2 separate regions of the Gasterosteus aculeatus genome follow, and region 1 is linked to region 2. The links are chromatin contacts, called in public Hi-C maps. All regions are on one chromosome and are shown on one strand. Each heading gives the region's core, a stretch centred on a gene start, on an enhancer-like site or on the middle of the called end of the contact. The rest is flanking DNA. Distances are from core to core; before and after follow the strand shown.

The links. A called contact is a pair of places that touch in the nucleus more often than the background predicts.
Region 1: a Hi-C map of blood and trunk muscle shows a contact between it and region 2, with 2.4 times the contacts expected there. The contact joins two enhancer-like sites. A contact is called at or near these places in 3 of 6 Hi-C or Micro-C datasets (blood and trunk muscle, tail fin and whole body).

Annotation. Positions count from the first base shown.
Region 1 is chr6:6,255,238-6,259,885 of fGasAcu3.hap1.1, reverse strand. The region is part of intron 1 of LOC144409417 (a long non-coding RNA gene); the gene reads left to right. Among protein-coding and RNA genes, the nearest start is that of LOC144409416, 15 kb to the left of the region's middle. Within about 2 kb of position 1,700, at least 4 of the 9 cell types and tissues checked have open chromatin away from gene starts, as enhancers often do.
Region 2 is chr6:6,219,983-6,224,379 of fGasAcu3.hap1.1, reverse strand. No RefSeq gene overlaps it. Among protein-coding and RNA genes, the nearest start is that of LOC120820273, 14 kb to the right of the region's middle. Within about 2 kb of position 2,374, at least 5 of the 9 cell types and tissues checked have open chromatin away from gene starts, as enhancers often do.

The sequences.
Region 1 (4,648 bases), core at 451-2,950, 36 kb before region 2:
TATATAATCCACGTTTCAAAAATACAAATAAACAAATATTGACTATTTGTAAAAGGTATTTTTAATATTAATATAAGTAAAATGCACTGTTATTATTATTGATTACTTGAAACTAATAGTAAGTCCTGTTTCTGTTATCTTACGATCCAAGCCATCCAACTCTACAGGAAGATGATGAGTCCTTCATGTTGTGCCACAATGTTTCTAACGTAGCCCCAAAACTGTCTTCAGCAAGAGGCTTTTGCATTTTTTTTTTACTTACCTAAAGGCCACCGTAGCTCTCTGGTGTGAAATTGTGGTAAGGTGAGCCACCATGTGTTAAACTTACACTACCGCTACATAACAATATATCCTACACACTGCTGCTTTAAAGCGTGACCAAAACATTAGGTGGCCAAGACGGGCCAAATGTACTATTAGTTATCCAACATGACAACCTGTCTTTTTGGACAGCTGCAATACCATAATAGACCCGAGGCACACGTTTGCTAGTGCCACCGGGATATCCAAAAAAATACAACAGTCCTAACTTTTCAATATTGTTTTCAAATTAATTTCTATTTAGTTTTGTTTTTTGCCCTCTTTAGTTTTATTTTTTTCAGGGCCAGCTATAATGTCCAAGATACATCCAAAAGACATTGCTGGAGTCTTGTGCTGTGAGTGAGTGAGTGAGTGAGTAAATGGGTAAGAGAGTGTGCACCTCTACGTCTGTTCACGGTGCACAATATTTGGCGGGGCTCAGTATTAGCTGATATCTCAAGGACCGCTCATTGCAGGGGTGACTCATTTTCATTTAGCTTTTTATTTTGGTTTACTATAATAACGCTGGAATTTCCCCCGTGGAGCACATCACTGCGAAGCAAATACTGTAATAAATCGCCTCTAGAGTTGCTAAATGTTCGCCTGTGTTTGCCAGCTAGCTCCTGGCTGACAAACTTTGTATGCTTGCTGTTTGTTGCAGAGCAGATATTATACAGCGGATTCAATAGAGCCAGTTCACTGAAACCAGCAGCGTGCTGCTGCAGGAACCAATGAGCTGAAGGACGATGAGATGCACCATTCCTTCTTAATCCAGCTGTTCCCATTTACCAAGTGTGCACTGTGAGATGTCCTTGTGAGCCATGACTTATTAAATTTATTTTTAGTTGAGAAATAAAGTTAAAATGTTTTAGTTTGTTCTGCTCTTTAGTATTTGAATGGCAAAAGTCAGTTGGCTTTTAAATAACCCCCCAGCACAACACTGTATTTTCCTCGGGGCTTTTTCTTTTTCCCGTATTTCGGACATTTCTGTGGCAGGGGAACCGTATCTTTCCCCCGAGATGACTATTACACAGTTGGACAGTAAAATCACAATAGTTTGCTTTCCTGCTGATCCATAGAATAATAAAACACTGTTTCATCGGCCTCTATTTTCATTCCACATGCAAGGCATTTTGCAGAAACAACCCCGCTGCCGTGCTGCTCGCCATTAACCGGTTATCTGGGAAATAATATTTTTGCTCTGCATTAGCATAGCATAGGAATATGGACCAAAGCGGAGAGCTTTGACATAACAAGGCAACAAATCACTGGCGGGCAGACAAGCCGACGCACAAACGGACGGGCAAGATCTCACAGGCCAGGACACACAATACTGTACAACACACACACACACACAGACTGTAATCATAGCCCACAATACGTCAGCAGGGTAGTTATTGTGTCGAGCAGTGTAAACAGGAAACATGTCGCAGGACCTTGTGATTCGTCATCGGACCTCCCAAAGCTTCGGTACACGGCCGAACAATGCTAAATGATGCTAAAAATACACACACACGTCTGTCAACATCTGCACATCTCTGTCTGAATGTGTGTGTGAAAATCTACTGCACAGTGTGTGTTGGTAAGGAGGGAAGAGGCACAAACAAACTTGTGGTTTGTTCTGGAGAATGGGGCAATTTCCTCAGTACACACAGGTCACAACAGGATAAAACCTTGGAGCGAAGCTGCACGGAGAACGAATATGGGATGATGAATTTCCTCTTGTGGAGTTTATTGATAAGACAATAATTGCTTTCATTTGCAGATTTAATACACATTTACAAAAGTAAGCTGCCTGCCATTTGGAGTTTTAAACATAAGGAGCTGTATTGTACGTGACACGGAGCATGAAATGCCAGCACGAGGGTTAATTGTTCATTGTTAAAGGTTAATTAAAAGGTGATATGTGATGACAAAGTCGCGAGTCTTTAATGGAGAAGATGAATCTCTGACGACCGGACAGAATGTGTGGGGAGAGACAATGATACCTCAAAGAGACAGCAGAAAGATGATCGGCTACCCGTGTATCGGTTTCTTTGGGCTTATTGAATGGAAGAGACCAGCTGTACAATGTACAACATTTGATATCATGATTGACAGCCCCGAACAATGACAGCAAGAAAACAATGAGTGAGCATGCCTGAGGAATAAAATAGAGCGTATAGTCCTCCTGGCTGAACTTACAAAATCAGTACTGTGACAAGCTGAGCGTTTTAATGTCTTCAACCATACGGAAAAGGAACAATCCACACGGACACAAATACCTTGACAAAATGCCTCAGCCATAGTGGGAAAGCTCACTCACATTAAATCTGGTCACACTCATTGAACAATGTGTCAGAATTCCCTCTGAACTCCTGTTTGGTGACACAGAGGATCCATCATCTGGAGTCACTGGGATAAAAGCTATCACCAGGTCTAAATCCCGGCCCAGCAGCAGAGTAAAGAGAAATATCGTCGCCACCACAGTAACATCTATGGACTTGCCAGAGAGCAAATGAGCCAACGCGAGATCCAGAGCGGAGGCCCGCAAAGCTGGACGGCTTTGTCGAGCTGGTAGTAACTCGTCGGAGGAGCGCAGATGGTTAAAGGGAAGGAAACTTCTCTTTGAGAATGGAAAAGGGAGTTCGCTTGGCAGGGTTACGTGTCGGTCACTTGGTTGGGATTACGAGAGGCCCTGGAGATTTAGCTGAAGCGTTTGAGCAAACTTGGAACTGGTAAGGACACCAGACTTTTCCCACTGTGTATGAAGGGGAAGTCGGCAAAATGAGATCTCCTCATGTAAACCTCTGTCTTGATACTTCAGCCACAAATGTCGGTAAATGTCACGTCATGGTGGAACTGCGGCCTAACGACAGGATTTAAATGGTTTGATCCCAAAGCTTTACATTTTGCTCACTTACTTCCAAAAATGTGTGATAAAGAAAGGCAGCGCTGTTTTCAGATTCAAATCAAATTGGGTGATTGCCCGAGCGGTAAAAGTGTGCTTAAGCTAAAGCAGGCGGCGTGCTGTTTGTGTTCCCCAAATAATAAGTGGCAGAGTTAAAGGCCAGGCCTGTGTGCACATGTACATTCTGCCCCGATGTAATTACCCAGCAAAGAATAACGTTATCATTCTGCCATCGGAAAGGACTTGTTCCACATGCACACGCGCACAGACACGCACACACAAAACCGCGGTGCGTTTCATAAATTGCTTCGACTGTACTTAACCTGCCATAAATTAACGGCGCGTTTCCTATATTTGGATTGGACCTGGGCCAAAATGTTCTCACAGCCCGCATATCTGACTTCTTCATAACGTGTCACTGGTTAAGGTTTCAGTCATGCATGTTCTCACACAAACACGCACACATGCCCAAGTCATTAATGTGCGACCCCCACTGAAATACTTAAGCCCGTACAGATTACTCCAGGGGTAAGCCGTCTGATGATTTTCATTTGATGTGCGCACAGCCTGTTTCAGTACAGCACATTTAAAATATTTTTAAAGCTTAATTGACCACGAACGTGACTGAGGAGTTTGCTCTCTATCTGTGCCGGACTGTTTTTTAAGGGGGGGAGGGGGGGGTTCCGCACTAGAACAAAGAAGGCTTGTGTGTCAGCAAAGTCTCTGGATTATGATTAACGCTTTGATTGCTGTGGCTATTTTTGGAGGAGATGGAGCAGTGTGAATAAGATGGGAAGCAGGGGGGGTAAAGGGGAATGAGAAGGAGAGGAGGTGCTGGTTATGGGATGCAAAGTTAGTGTGGGCATTATGCCAGGGTGTCACACCTTCTAGGCAAGCTGAAATTTGTTTTTATCATTTGTTTCCCTCCAAGTTTTAGAAGTGTGTGTCTGTGTGTGTAGATGCTCTGCATGCTTGTGTAAGATTAACCCTGCAGTGACTTTGAAACCAGTCGTATGTGGCAACTGCAGGTCACATTGGTTCTAAGCTGATGCAGTAAAGACAACTTTTATATAAATACGTTTAATACTTGCTAATTTCAGCCTGTGAACAGGAACTTGTGTAATTTGTCTGCACTGGAATATAAAACAAGGTCTGGCTGCTGAGCCAAGTAGAAGACTGTTTTCCACTGAAGCAGCAGTGAGCAGGGCGTCCTTTTTGGAGTCCGTCATTATCTTATTCATATACAATATTCTACAGCTTTACACAAGCCTGCCAGCTGCATGTCATAAATACCAAACAAGTTGCATGGAGGGTGTTCTCATCCAGCATCATCAAAGCTACAGCCCCAAAGTAATGTGCTGTAATTTGTAGCTCACTGAATCAAAAATCATATTTAATTTGTGTAATGAGGAATCAGGAAGTAAAAAGACTAAAAAGACACAAACGGAGCTTGTTGGA
Region 2 (4,397 bases), core at 1,125-3,624:
CTGTTTTATCTTCTGAGGTTTATGCTCCAGCCACTCACTTTGTCTGTTTGACTTATTTAGTATTGAAAGGCTGAATCAGTTAATGTTTAATTTAAAATCCAATATGTCACTGACCTGAATGGATTTTACATCTAATGATGACTGCATCATGGTAGCAACTTACTGCACCCACACAGTGTTTACATGGTTAAAAACCCTTGGGATCGGCTTGATGCTCATCGGCCTCAGTCACGTCTTGATGTACAACACTTGGTTTTTTGGGAGGGGAAACCAAGAGAAGAAAAAAAAACGGTGGTACGGTTGCTATTAACATGCCACAACCCAAGGCCTCATAAATCACACCAGGGACAATCCCTTACTGTAAAACACTCCAAGGCACACTGTAAAATGTAGGGCGGTAGAGCAAGGGAGGGTTAATGTCTGGATGTGTGTGTGTGTGTGTGTGTTGAGCTGGGCCTGAGGGGGGGGGGGGTAACGGAAAAAAGCGAATGGTGATAAGATTGAAATAACTCAGCAGTGTGTTTACTTTAGGAGTCAGTGGTGCTGGTCGTAGTCCAGGCCAGCTGAGAGCTGTCTGCAAAAACGAGCGATCAGGGAGGAAGATGCGTGCGTGTGTGTCTGTGTGTCTTTGCGTTCGTTCCTCAGCGGTCAATGGGCTGAAGAAGCCAGTAGCTTGCATCATACACAATAAAGCCAGGAATGCTCTCAATCTGGCAGGATCTTTCTCGCCGTCTGTCTCTCTCCATCTTGGATTCTCTCTCTCTCTCTCTCTCTCTCTCTCTCTCTCTCTCTCTCTCTCTCTCTCTCCCCTTATCTCCAGGATTTACCGTGGATCAGTGCGCCCACGCTGCAGCCAATCACCACCGTCCCGAAGCCTTTTGTGCAAAGCGCGAGTGTGTTTTTTGAGATATGTGTAACCAGTGGACCGCAAAATCTAAACACATGCATGCACGCAAGCATACGTACACATGGGTCTTAGCCTGCACTCATTCCACATTCTGATCAGTTTGAACACAGGTTTACTCGTTTGGATGAACACACAAAAAGACCATTTAATTTGATGGATATGAAAACAGGATGAAAGCAACAGTTATATTTCTCCCTTGTGTTCAGTTATAAAAGCCCAAATTGTTCAAGGGAGAAGAAGGATCAATTTGAATTTAAATTGCACTGCTGAGCTGTGTTCGACAATGAATGACCGAAACACACTTGTTGACACGTCTTGGTGTTCCTTTACATGCGGGACAAATTAAGCTAAACCCCCGATTCATTTTGGGTTCCCGACCAATAGTTCATGAAAGCGGAATATAATGCTCTGGTGTTTTCCTATTAGGACAGTTCCCCCCTGTCTTTACACGTTCTGCTGCTTCTCATTCTCACAGATGAGGATTGGTATCTATTTTTCAAGAGAGGGATACTTCCCTGGTGGTGGGAGCCATGATACTTTACAGATGTGTGTATGAGGGAGTTTGTGTGTGTGTGTGTGTGGGAGTGCGAACACAGCGGTGCCGTTTCAACCGATCTTATTCTTGGATTTACGAGCAGGCCCATCACATGAAGGGAGCTCCCGCAGCCGGTTTCGTCTTAACGCAGCGACTGCAGACCCGAGATGCGTTCATGCGCTCGTTTTTGCACGCAGGCTGGGAGGCTTCGCTCTCCCCCGTCAGCCAGCTCAAAAAGCGGGAACCAAGAAGCAACAATCGTGCATTTATTAACCACAGCAGTCCTTCCATAAAACCTGTATAATCCCATTATAAACACATGACTCATCAAAGACCTGCATTACCAACCAGCACGGACAAAGGATGGAGACGCCTACCTCTCCATAATGAGAGACAGGCTGATTGAACGGCGAGCAGACTCGGAGGCAGCCAGCGCTCATCATCCGGGTCACTGTGTTACAAAAGATGAGGAGAGCTTTTGTCATGTTAGGACACTTTCTTTTGTCTTTGTGTGTATTAGTGTCTTTTTGTCCCAAAAGTTGACAGCTAAAACATTATAATACCAAATGTCATTGGGTTAATACTAAAAAGTGCTTTACAAAAAGCAGGAAAACAAAGAAAAAAACATCCTAAATATTGTTTGGGCTCTTCAAACACCGGTGCTTCTTCCCAAAAACGTTTTTCAAAATTGCTGTACCTTTTATATTCACACTGTAGTACAGATGTTTGTGTGTGTGTGTGTGTGTGTGTGTGGCAACAGGAAAGTGTGAGAGTGTGACCTTTGCCCTTGGCGATGTTCCGGCAGGCCTGTGTCCTTACTTGACGATTGGGTGTCTCTCAGCAACTACAGCTAACCTCCAACCGCTGACTCATGCACACACACAAACACCCACGCACACACAAACACTCACACAAACACTCATACGGAACATCTGCACCGACTGCACACGCCCAGGCCTGTCACAAGTGTTGCAATCAGTATTAACAGAATTACACAGGTATGTTCATGCAAGAACACTTTCATGGGTCCTTTTGTTTCTCAACACGAGCACACAAACATGAACACACGTACTTCCACTGCAGGCTGCACTACATGCATTCAAACACGGGAGCCCGGTATCACTTCCAGGGCTCCAATACGAACGCTCGAGCAGTGGCCCCTCAGCGCCTCGATGGCAACGCACGTTAACAGCGTATTTATTTTACTTTCTAACTCCAACCAGGAGCTTTTGTCGTCTAAAACTATATGCAATTATTTCCCAGCGTTAACCAGGAAAGCAGCTACTCACGAAAGAGTAGGGATGAGATTGCGTATTATTTTGGCTTAAAGCCTTTCAACAAACGACATTGGTCTAATTTTCCAAATCCTTGTGATATCACATCTGAGATGTTTCGCTCATATTTCAGGGGTTGCTACTACTCTCATGGGAGACAATATCATGAGCACAACTAAGTTACCGGTCTAGTTTCGCTTTGTTTATCGAACCAAGCATACAGACAGGAAACGTAAGGAAACAGCTAACTAGTGTTCTCTGCCCAAAGGTAACAAAATCTACCTCTTAACACGTCTAATTAGGGGTTTCACTTGTACAAACAGCAGCTGGGCACGGCAGCGCGCTCGAGTCTCTTCTGCATATTAATGGTGGAAAGATAGTGATGTCAGTCTTTTCATCAAACTCTCGGCCAGCAGAAGAAAAAAATATATTCAACTAAATGTTAAGCCTATATGTTAATGCCATGACAATGTTTTATAAACTGGAACAGGGTTTCCGCTGTAACATCTCCTCGTGTGCGCAAGGCTTCAATTGAAAAAGTCCCTGTGAGCGGTGTTACGTTTTACACACTGCGTATTCGTAAACCGCGTCGTCTCCAGGAACAGATTCTCACATTTTCAAAGGGAGGTTGCAGCACAGGACCTGCACCTGATTTGTATTGTTACCTGAATAGCACTTGGTTCAAGTCATGTGCATTGCAGTCTTCATTTGACATTAGGGAGATTGTGACGCAGGCTGGCGCTCCAGCGGCTATGAGAAACAGACTTCGGATGCTGCGGGGGAAGGTCGAGAGAGAATTAGCATTTCTGTCACATTTTCATGTCTTCAAATGAAATTTGTGAAAATACTGTAGGTTTAAATAAAGCACAACTAAAGCCAGATGAAAATGAAACCATCTGACATTTTGAAATCGAGTTCAGACAAAAAAAGGGGAAAACAGTGAGCAGTGTAGCAGAGCAAAAGGCAGTTAAAATGAAGGTCTATAACTCATTTAGTTGGCTTCGTGGCCAGTTGGAAGATCCCAGGGAACCCAGAGATCCAATTCATTTCCATTGGGTGGATCCGCATCCGAGGAGGACGCATTCACGTCCCACTGTCCCATTCAGGCCTGACTTCCTGCTGCCCAAGCAGAATGAATGTTTGGTGTTAAAGGACCATCTGGAAAAATGAGAGGTGCTCCAGGGGAAGAAACGAGAGGACAGAGGGGGGATGAAGCAATGCAAGAGGGGGAACGGTGGGATATTTAGTCTTTTCAGTCAGAGGTACGGCCCAGAGATGGCTCTCATGGGAGCCTAATCACCAGTTGTTTTTCATACATTGCTGAGAAAGTGTCCGACTGGCTCTCTGAACTGAGGAGTTCCTCAAGTGTCAATCCCGGGACTTGTCTTATTCACTTTTCACATGCCTCCTTTAAACACATTTAGCTCCTTCTCTTGCTGTCTTTATTGGGCTTTTTACAGTTCGACAATTTGGACATTTTTTGTTGTGATATGATACAAAATCCGTCGATGAATATTCAATATTATGTTTTTTGATTTTTGTATTTCACAGATGTAACACCCGTCCCATGTAGCTACATGGTAACAAGTGAATCTGCTAGGTGTAGTGGTACTCCTTTTACAAATTAATATTATTGTCTCTTTTGGAAGGTTATTCTTTTGTTTCAGTTTTAGTTTATTTA